2 separate regions of the Mus musculus genome follow, and region 1 is linked to region 2. Evidence: chromatin contacts called from public HiChIP or PLAC-seq data. All regions are on one chromosome and are shown on one strand. Each heading gives the region's core, a stretch centred on a gene start, on an enhancer-like site or on the middle of the called end of the contact. The rest is flanking DNA. Distances are from core to core; before and after follow the strand shown. Region 1 overlaps Gm46359 (a long non-coding RNA gene). Region 2 holds the start of Plekhh1 (pleckstrin homology domain containing, family H (with MyTH4 domain) member 1).

The links. HiChIP or PLAC-seq counts read pairs in DNA pulled down with a chosen protein or histone mark.
Region 1: a contact with region 2 is called in an H3K27ac HiChIP or PLAC-seq map of trophoblast stem cells, with 12 read pairs. The contact joins the enhancer-like site here to the promoter of Plekhh1 in region 2. A contact is called at or near these places in 4 of 39 promoter capture datasets (Sertoli cells, cranial neural crest, embryonic stem cells and 1 more), 2 of 15 datasets of contacts at CTCF or cohesin (large pre-B cells and pro-B cells), 89 of 484 Hi-C or Micro-C datasets (the AML12 cell line, B cells, the BV-2 cell line and 49 more), 18 of 115 datasets of contacts at active chromatin or transcription factors (the 230-238 cell line, bone marrow-derived dendritic cells, cardiomyocytes and 10 more) and 4 of 9 other capture datasets (adipose tissue, embryonic stem cells, liver and 1 more).

Annotation. Positions count from the first base shown.
Region 1 is chr12:78,938,734-78,942,808 of GRCm38.p6, forward strand. The region is part of intron 2 of Gm46359 (a long non-coding RNA gene); the gene reads left to right. Gm46360 (a long non-coding RNA gene) reads left to right here. Exons shown (of 3, transcript XR_001780636.1): 3 at 520-1,741. Among named protein-coding and RNA genes, the nearest start is that of Gm46360, 12 kb to the left of the region's middle. Within about 2 kb of position 1,523, at least 29 of the 459 cell types and tissues checked have an H3K27ac peak or open chromatin away from gene starts, as enhancers often do. A contact at or near this core is called in CD8 T cells, intestinal villus epithelium and trophoblast stem cells, where this site is marked.
Region 2 is chr12:79,026,041-79,030,596 of GRCm38.p6, forward strand. It overlaps Plekhh1 (pleckstrin homology domain containing, family H (with MyTH4 domain) member 1), which reads left to right and starts at 3,123. Exons shown (of 29, transcript NM_181073.3): 1 at 3,123-3,380.

The DNA of each region.
Region 1 (4,075 bases), core at 273-2,772, 89 kb before region 2:
CAATCACTTAAGGGACATTCATTTAAAACTGGTAGTCCCAGCTGGCCATTAGTGTTACATGCCTTTAATCCCAACATTTAATCAGTACTCAAGAAAGGCAGGCAGATTTCTGTCAGTTCAAGGCCAATCCCAGTACTTGGGAGGCAGAGGCAGGAGGATTTCTGAGTTTGAGGCCAACCTGGTCTACAGAGTGAGTTCCAGGACATCCAGGGCTACACAGAGAAACCCTGTCTTGAAAAAAACCAAAAAAAGAAAAAGAAAAAAGAAAGAAAGGGAAGAAAGAAAGAAAGAAAGAAAGAGAGAGAGAGAGAGAGAGAGGGAGGGAGGGAGGGAGGGAGGGAAGGAAGAAAGAAAGAAAGAAAGAAAGAAAGAAAGAAAGAAAGAAAGAAAGAAAGAAAAGAAAAGAAAAGAAAAGAAAAGAAGAAAGGAAGAAATGAAAAGAAAAAATAATTTAAACAAACTGGTAGTCCTCCCCCTTCCCATCAAGGCTGACGTCATAATTACCATATTTTACAACAGCCTGTTCCAGATCACCAGTGTAGCACCTGGAAGTCTCCAGTCTTTATGCTAACATGAAGAAAGGCCCTGGGGCAGCAGGGATTTTCGTATCTGTTGCAGGACTCCTACGGTGGATCTTGACATACTGGAATCAATTCTTTACCTATTCACCACCAACTTTTCCCAGTTGGTATTTTGGAGCAAATGTCCCAGCCTGGTCTGCTAAGACCCTCCGCTGAGCTGGGCTTCCAGCCTAGAACTCTAGAGGAATGTGGCTTCTAATCTGTAAGGTCCTAGCCACTTGGAAAAGCACACCTTTTAGCCTACTCCAACACAAATAGCTGTTTGCCCTTTGACTCTGCTTCCTTGCACGTAGCTCACAACCCAGTGGGATTGCCTGTGCGATAACAAACTCCTTCCAAAGTGTGCTGGAGTTCACGATAATGAGGTGAAACTCCAAGACATCTTCAGGATGGGGGTTGGTTGCCAGAAAAACCAACACTTAATTAAAGGGTGGGGATGCCCAGCCTCACTGTCTGACCTCCAGGGAGGGGAGAGGCACCAGGGGTTGAAGTGTGAGTTGAAGTGTGAGTTGAATTATGAAGCCCAAGGCTGTTCCCTGTTGGTGAAGAAACACCTCGCCTTACACGTCTGTTGACTGTTCTGACACATGACCTCAGTCATAAAGCCATGACCTTGTGTTCCCTGCATTCTGTTCTCATGGATGGTCGTTCTCAGAAGGATGCCATTAGAATCCTCATTTTGTGGTCAACTAGATAGAAATGTAGGTCATCTGGGGACCCTGCCTTGGTGGGGGTACTTTGCATAGAAATAAACCCTTTAATTTCTGAAATCTAATGCAACTCCAAGAAGAGTGTGTCAGAATTAGGTACCAGGTTATGGGAGAAATTGGGTGGAAAAATAGCATGTATTTGGCGCCACCTCCCTCCACCCTACACACATTAAGTTCAGAAGTGATGTCAGAAAGAATCCCTCCCACACAAGGGTTATTCACAAGGAAACATGAACCTGACTTGAGGGAAGTGAGTCACAGAGCAGCCCATGTAGCTCACGTTGCTTATGGCTGATGTAAAGACCTTCTAGCCTTGGAAACAAGCCTCGGAAAAACAACACACACACTCATGCACGCACTCAGTCATTCACATATGCACGTACACACCCACTCACACACACACACAAACCACACACCATACACACCATATACACCACACATACCATACTACATACATTCACCACACACACCATAACACACACACACACAAACCACACACCATACACACCATATACACCACACATACCATACTACATACATTCACCACACACACCATAACACACACACACGCCATACCATACACACACATACCACACGACATACTATATACACACACAGACCACACACCACACCCATATATATATATATATATATATACCACACACACACATATCATACCACACACTCACACAGAACACACATATGGGTGCATACACAAATGCACACATACACACACATGCACAAACCACACACTATACACACCACATATACCACACACACACATACCACAATACATATACCACACCACACACACAGACCGCATACCACACATATACACATACAACATACCAAGCACACCACATCACACACACACAGACCACATACTCTCTCACACACACACACACACACACACACACACACACACACACTACTATACACACTACATCACACTACACATCACATACCGTACACACACACAGACTACATATACACATCACACACAGGCACTACACCACACACACACATACCACACACACCACACCATATACTATACTACACTATACTACACTACACACTATACACACACCACACACATATCACATACCATACACACACACACATACACACTCACACCACACACCATACCTCAAACAATACCACCAAGCAGCCAGGTGTCTTTGCTGTGCTGTGCTGTGCTGTGCTGGGCTGGGCTGTGCTGGGCTGGGCTGTGCTGTGCTGTGCTGGGCTGGGCTGTGCTGTGCTGTGCTGTGCTGTGCTGTGCTGTGCTGGGCTGGGCTGTGCTGTGCTGTGCTGGGCTGGGCTGTGCTGTGCTGGGCTGTGCTGGGCTGGGCTGTGCTGGGCTGTGCTGTGCTGTGCTGTGCTGTGCTGTGCTGTGCTGTGCTGTGCTGTGCTGTGCTGTGCTGTGCTGTGCTGTGCTGGGCTGGGCTGTGCTAAAGGACTACTGAAGGGCTGGAGAGAGGGCTCAGCAGTCTAGAGCACTCTTGCTCTTACAGGGGGTTGATTCCCAGCACCCACATTGTGGCTCACAAGCATCTGTGACTCCAGTTCCAGATACAGAGTATCAACACCCTCTTTTGACCTCTCTGGGAATGAGACAGGTACATGGTACATAAATATACATGTAGACAAAACACCAATACACCTAAAATAAAAACAAATCTTAAAAAAGAAAGACTACCTGAGCCTGGAAAATGCATACAACCAGAGTTGATTTACCCCTCACAGTTTTGAAGGCCAATAGCAAGGCACCAGGATCTGCTGTGTGAGGAGAGCCTAGTACCTGTTTTTAACATAACGCCTTGAACACAGCGTCCTTGGGAATAACACTGCTCTTCATGTGGAAGAAGTGTGAAAGAATAAAAAGGAATTCGCTCCTACAAGTCTTAAAAGCCTTTAAGTCCATCCACATGGAGGAAACCTTAGAGGCCCCATCTTTCAGTACTGTTACAATGGGAATTAAATTGCAATGTGAATTTCTGAGGGCCAAATATTCAATAAAGCACCAAGAAATGTTACATCTTTGGTTCATTGCAGTGACAACTGGATGCCCTGATGAGTTTCCCCAGCCATCTGTCCTCTTGAGCACCAGGCTAGTGAAAGGCTCCCGGGGGCGACAATATGGAGGCCCTGGTGGGGCTGGTTCTCTGGGAGGATGTGGGAAAGGCCGAACCCAAGCTCCAGCCTACCTCTTCCACAGGTGCCTTCCTGGGCTTCTCTTTTCCAATTTGTAAGATGGGGGACCCTGTGCTTACTAATTACTAAGGCCCAGCCCTAAAAGTAGGATTCTATGAGTCTAAACTCAGAGCCCCTACACCCTGACACACATATCCCAGAGACTGATGGAGTTAACTGTAAAATGGCTCATGTTGAACAAGGGAACTCCCCTGATGGCCAACAGCCTCCAGTGTACCTCTGCCCACCTCTAAGCCAAGCATTCTCTATGAAACTGACACCAGAGATTTAAGGACCAAGCCAACAGAGGCTGTGTTCCAGGCCACTTAGGGGGCTGTCTCACCAAGCGCCCATAGCCATTGCTGTCCTGGCTCCTTACAAGTGTGACCTCCCTCAAGAGGGGTAGAGTGGGTCACCTCCTGCCACATCTTCAGGGGACTGTGCACTTGTATCTTCTAGTTTCCATCACCAGAGAGGCACGGGGGTTCAAAAATGCCATGAAATGAATTCGGTAGACCAGGTTAAATAGAGGGCCAACCTCTTAGCTAATTAACTGGGCCTGGGAGCAGAATCATGGCGAATCTGGAAGCT
Region 2 (4,556 bases), core at 1,873-4,372:
TCCAGAAAATATGTGTTTAAAGATCAAATATCAAAAGCTGCCGTATATAGTCTCCTGCTAAATGTCAGCTACCATATTATCCCATTCAATCCTTTCAGATTTTTTTTTAAGATTTATTTATTTATTTTATGAGTACACTGTAGCTGTACAGATGGTTGTGAGCCTTCATGTGGTTGTTGGGTATTGAATTTAGGACCTCTGCTCACTCTGGTCGATCCAGCTCACTCCGGCCCAAAGATTTATTTATTATTATATGTAAGTACACTGTTGCTGTCTTCAGATGCACCAGAAGAGGGCATCAGATCTCATTATGAGTGGTTGTGAGCCACCATGTGGTTGCTGGGATTTGAACTCAGGACCTTTGGAAGAACAGTCAGTGCTCTTAACTGCTGAGCCATCTCACCAACCCCTCAGGTTTATTTTTAATTTCTATTTATGTGTATGTATGTTTTTAATGTCATGTGTATGCCATGTGTATGGGTGCCCAAGGGGGTCAGAGAAGGGTGTTAGATTCCCCGAAGCTGGAGTTTCAGCCAGTTGTGAGTCACCAGAGGATGTGGGTGATGGGAACTGGATTCAGGTACCCTTGACCTGGGAGACATTTCTCCAGCCCCTCCCTCAACTAATTCTTCCTAGAGAATTTATTACTAACAACGCTTTACAAAGGAAGAATTAACCCAGAAGACCCAGCAACTTCTTGAAAGTCACATGACCACTAAAGTAACAAAGTGGGGATTTGAACTGAAGTCTCTCCGGTTTTCAGGTTCCTCTTCTTTCCCACAGTGCTATCCAGGAACCTGGGACCAGACTAAGATACAATTATACCGACGACTCTGTATGGACTTGGCTAACACTCCAGCCTCAGCTTTCTAGTGTGTGTATACAAACAGACTCCTCTACCCCAGAAGTGAGGTTGGCATTTGAAATGGTCTAGTCATGAATCTGTACTTCAGAGCTTGGTTAGATAAGCACTTCCAAGGCCATCAAAATATATGCCCAACACTAGCTAGGTCTTAATGTGCTTGAGAGGAAATACTCTTTCCTCAGTGAAATAAGTGGTTTCATGACACAGAATCAGCCAGGAAGACTATCTGGGCCCTGCTGCCTTTGAATGAATCAGATAAGCCCAACTATTGACCTGCCTTTAAGTAGGGTAGGTGACTATTTTGTGCCTGCTTGCTGGTACATGAGCAGTTAGCTGATTTGGCCTCAGCCATTTAAAGTATCTCACCCTTAGGAATTGATAAGAGGCCATTTGTCAATGGCCTCTGCTCATGTTCCATTGCTGCTAATAGGAGAACTCTGCCACCACCAAGGATCCAAATTGGTCCAGACTGAATTTTATCCTCACCTCCCAAAGGTACCCTAAGGTATCCTTGAAGCCAAGGCACATGGTGACATTCTTCTCACCTCTGGAGCTCTATCCTTCAGTGTCTGGTCACTAGTAACAACAAGCTAACCATCTAAAATTCAACTATTTGTTATTACAAATGTAAGGTTTTTAATACATCACACTTAGCGTCAACAAATTAATAATGTCAAGAATAAAAAGCAAGCTGGGTGTGGTGGCATACATCATTAGTCCTGGCATTCTGGAGGTAGAGGCCAACAGACCTCTGTGAGTTCAAGGCCAGGCTGATCTACAAGGTGGGTTACAGATCAGCCAGGGAGATACTTGCTGTGATCCTATCTCAAGGGGGGCGGGGAGGGAGTGAAAAGAAGGGCTGCTTAATTAGCATTAAAAGGTGTTTGTAGCCGGGCGTGGTGGCGCACGCCTTTAATCCCAGCACTTGGGAGGCAGAGGCAGGCGGATTTCTGAGTTCGAGGCCAGCCTGGTCTACAAAGTGAGTTCCAGGACAGCCAGGGCTACACAGAGAAACCCTGTCTCAAAAAAAATAAATAAATAAATAAATTAATTAATTAAAAAAAAAGGTGTTTGTAAATACATATATATATGGATATAGACAGATGCATATAAATACATATATGAATATGCATATACATAATATATATAATGACAATAGTTGCATTTGGGTAGGGGTGATCTGCCAAAAACGGATAAAGTCTTAGTGTCCACTATTAGCCCTCTGAATTTGAAATTCATATCATGCTCAAGATTGCCTATTCAAAGTGTATGGAAGTGTCACCCCTTCACAAAACCCAGAGGTCTTGCCTATAAAGTCACTTGGAGTCCCACCCACCCAATTTAACTGCCTTCCTTAGTTCCTGAGCTTTCAAAACCGTGCATGAGAATGCCTAAGGAGGTTTGCTCCGTGGGCAATTCCCCTCTCCCTTCCCACCCCCAGATTCAGATTTAAACCTGGGGTGGGGCTGGGGATTTTTCTCGGTGAGTGCTTGGAGTGAATATTCTAGGCCCCGGGGTGTTTTGTTTCTGTTCAGTTTATGGAATTGGGAAAGGCAGCTTTTGTTTTCCCCTCCCCTCCCCTCCCCTCCCCTTTTCTTTCCTTCCTTCCTTCCTTCCTTCCTTCCTTCCTTCCTTCCTTCCTTCCTTCCTTCCTTCCTTCCTTTCTTTCTTTCTTTCTTTCTTTCTTTCTTTCTTTCTTTCTTTCTTTCATTCATTTTGTGTGCTGGGAATTAAACCCAGGACCTCCTTCATGAGTTCCGCCGCCCACTTAGAAGAAGCTCCTTCCTAACTACATTTCATTTGCATCTTCCTCAGCCCCATCCCCTAACCAAACATCTAGTCCCCTAACCAAACATCTAGTGTCCCACTCCCTCTGGGTGTATAATTGTTATTGTGTGAGTTAGGTATTGCAAACCAGGGCTCCTTGCCCTTCTGGCTCCCTGGCTGTCGCCTTTAAAATAAGCAAGACAAACACAAACAAACAGGTTCTCCTAGAGCTGTAGTGACTCGCTCCCCCTTCTCTCTCTCTCAACTCCAAATCAGTTGTGCAGACTGCTCGCTCCCAGTAACCAGGTGGGACTTTCCTACAGGTGGCTAGACACTCGCTGGGACCTCCTTCCGCGGAGGGAGGGTCCAGTCTGGTGAGCATCCCGCCGGGGATCCCACGCTGTCTGGGGGTCGCAGCGCGCAGCCAGCCCTCCAGGCGGCCCCGGCCGCGCCCCGCGGTGGGAGGCTGCGGCTGCTGAGGTCATTTCCTGTGCCTGGCCGCGAGCTGCCCGCCGAGCGAGCGCGGTGCGGACACAGCCGGCGCGGCGCTGCTCCCAGCGCTGGGGCGGGCTTTGTGCGGAGCTCCGGGGACCTTCCAGGCTCCGACCTCGGCCCGCCACGCCCACCGCGACCCCTGCAGCGGGGGAGCGGAGACCCGGGGGCCTCTCCGCACTCGGGGAGAGCCACTGTGGGGCAGAGGCGCGCGTGGCGGTCGGGGTCGCGGCGGGACTCCCGGCAGCTCACTCAGGTGAGCCGGGCGGGTCGGGGAGGGCCGGGGGGTGTGCCGCTGGGAGAGGGCGTCCGGCGGGACGGACAGGGCTGACTCCTCGCGGCCGGGAGGGCAACTCTGGAGCAGGTGCCTCTCTACCTGGGAGCCGTGGGACGGGCGCAGGCAACCAGGAGCTCCAGGACACCCGCACTGGGAGGCGGTGACTGCCCCTCCCGCAGTAGGTCCTGCTCTTTGGGACCGGCTTGATCCAGTTGCTCCTGGGAAGGCCCCGGGATGTACGTGCAGGCTTCCTTCCAACCCGGTGCTCTCCGCTCAACCCTTCCGCTCCTCTCAGCAGCTTGTCCTAGGTTGCTTGTTAATGTGATTGCTGGATGTCTCTCCTAGGAGTCCTAGGAGTCAAGCTGAACTCATACTGACGGCGTCCTGCCAAGCAGAAAAGAACACAGGTTGGACTCTGAGTGACATCAGGGGCTTTGTGTCCTAGCAATCTTAGGAATACGTCTCCCACGGAGGGTGGCAGAGGTAGCGAGACCCTGTGGAAATAGAATGTTCTCCCTGTTGCTCCTTCAGCATACTTCCTCCCTGTCAGGATCTTCAATCAGCTTCTACTGTAAATCCGCCTCATAAAACTTACTGACATTGACAAACTCCGGGTTCCAGGAGAATGCTCGAAAGATCGTTATTTGAAATAAGTAACCCTTCCCCCCACCCCCAATGTAGTAGCTATCAATCCTCAGCACCAGACTTTCTGGACTGTCTTGTTCAGGACACTGTGCGGTGCAAATAGTCGCCACTCAGTTCAACAATCCATTCACCTTTCTCTGTGAAGGAGGAAACTGGGACTCAGAAAACTTGTGTCTTGCCCAAGGTTATAGTGAAAGACTGTAAAGGTCACGTAGAGACAGGACTCAAACGTAAGCCTTCTAGATTCCACATGTGATACTGTCCTTTGCCTTCCCCTAGCTGCCTAAGGGACCTACTCAGAGCTGTTTTGTGATATTGTTAACCCTGTGGTCCCAAACTTAGGGAAATGAACAATTAGCCTAAACCAGTGTGCTGCCCTTCTGACTGAATCGGTCATCAGCAGTAGAGAGAACTGTGTTCCTCTCAATCCACTCTTAATGGTGTATTCTTTTTCTTTTTTCTCTTTTTTAAATTTCTTTTCTCTGTTTGTCTCTTTCTCCTTCCCCCACC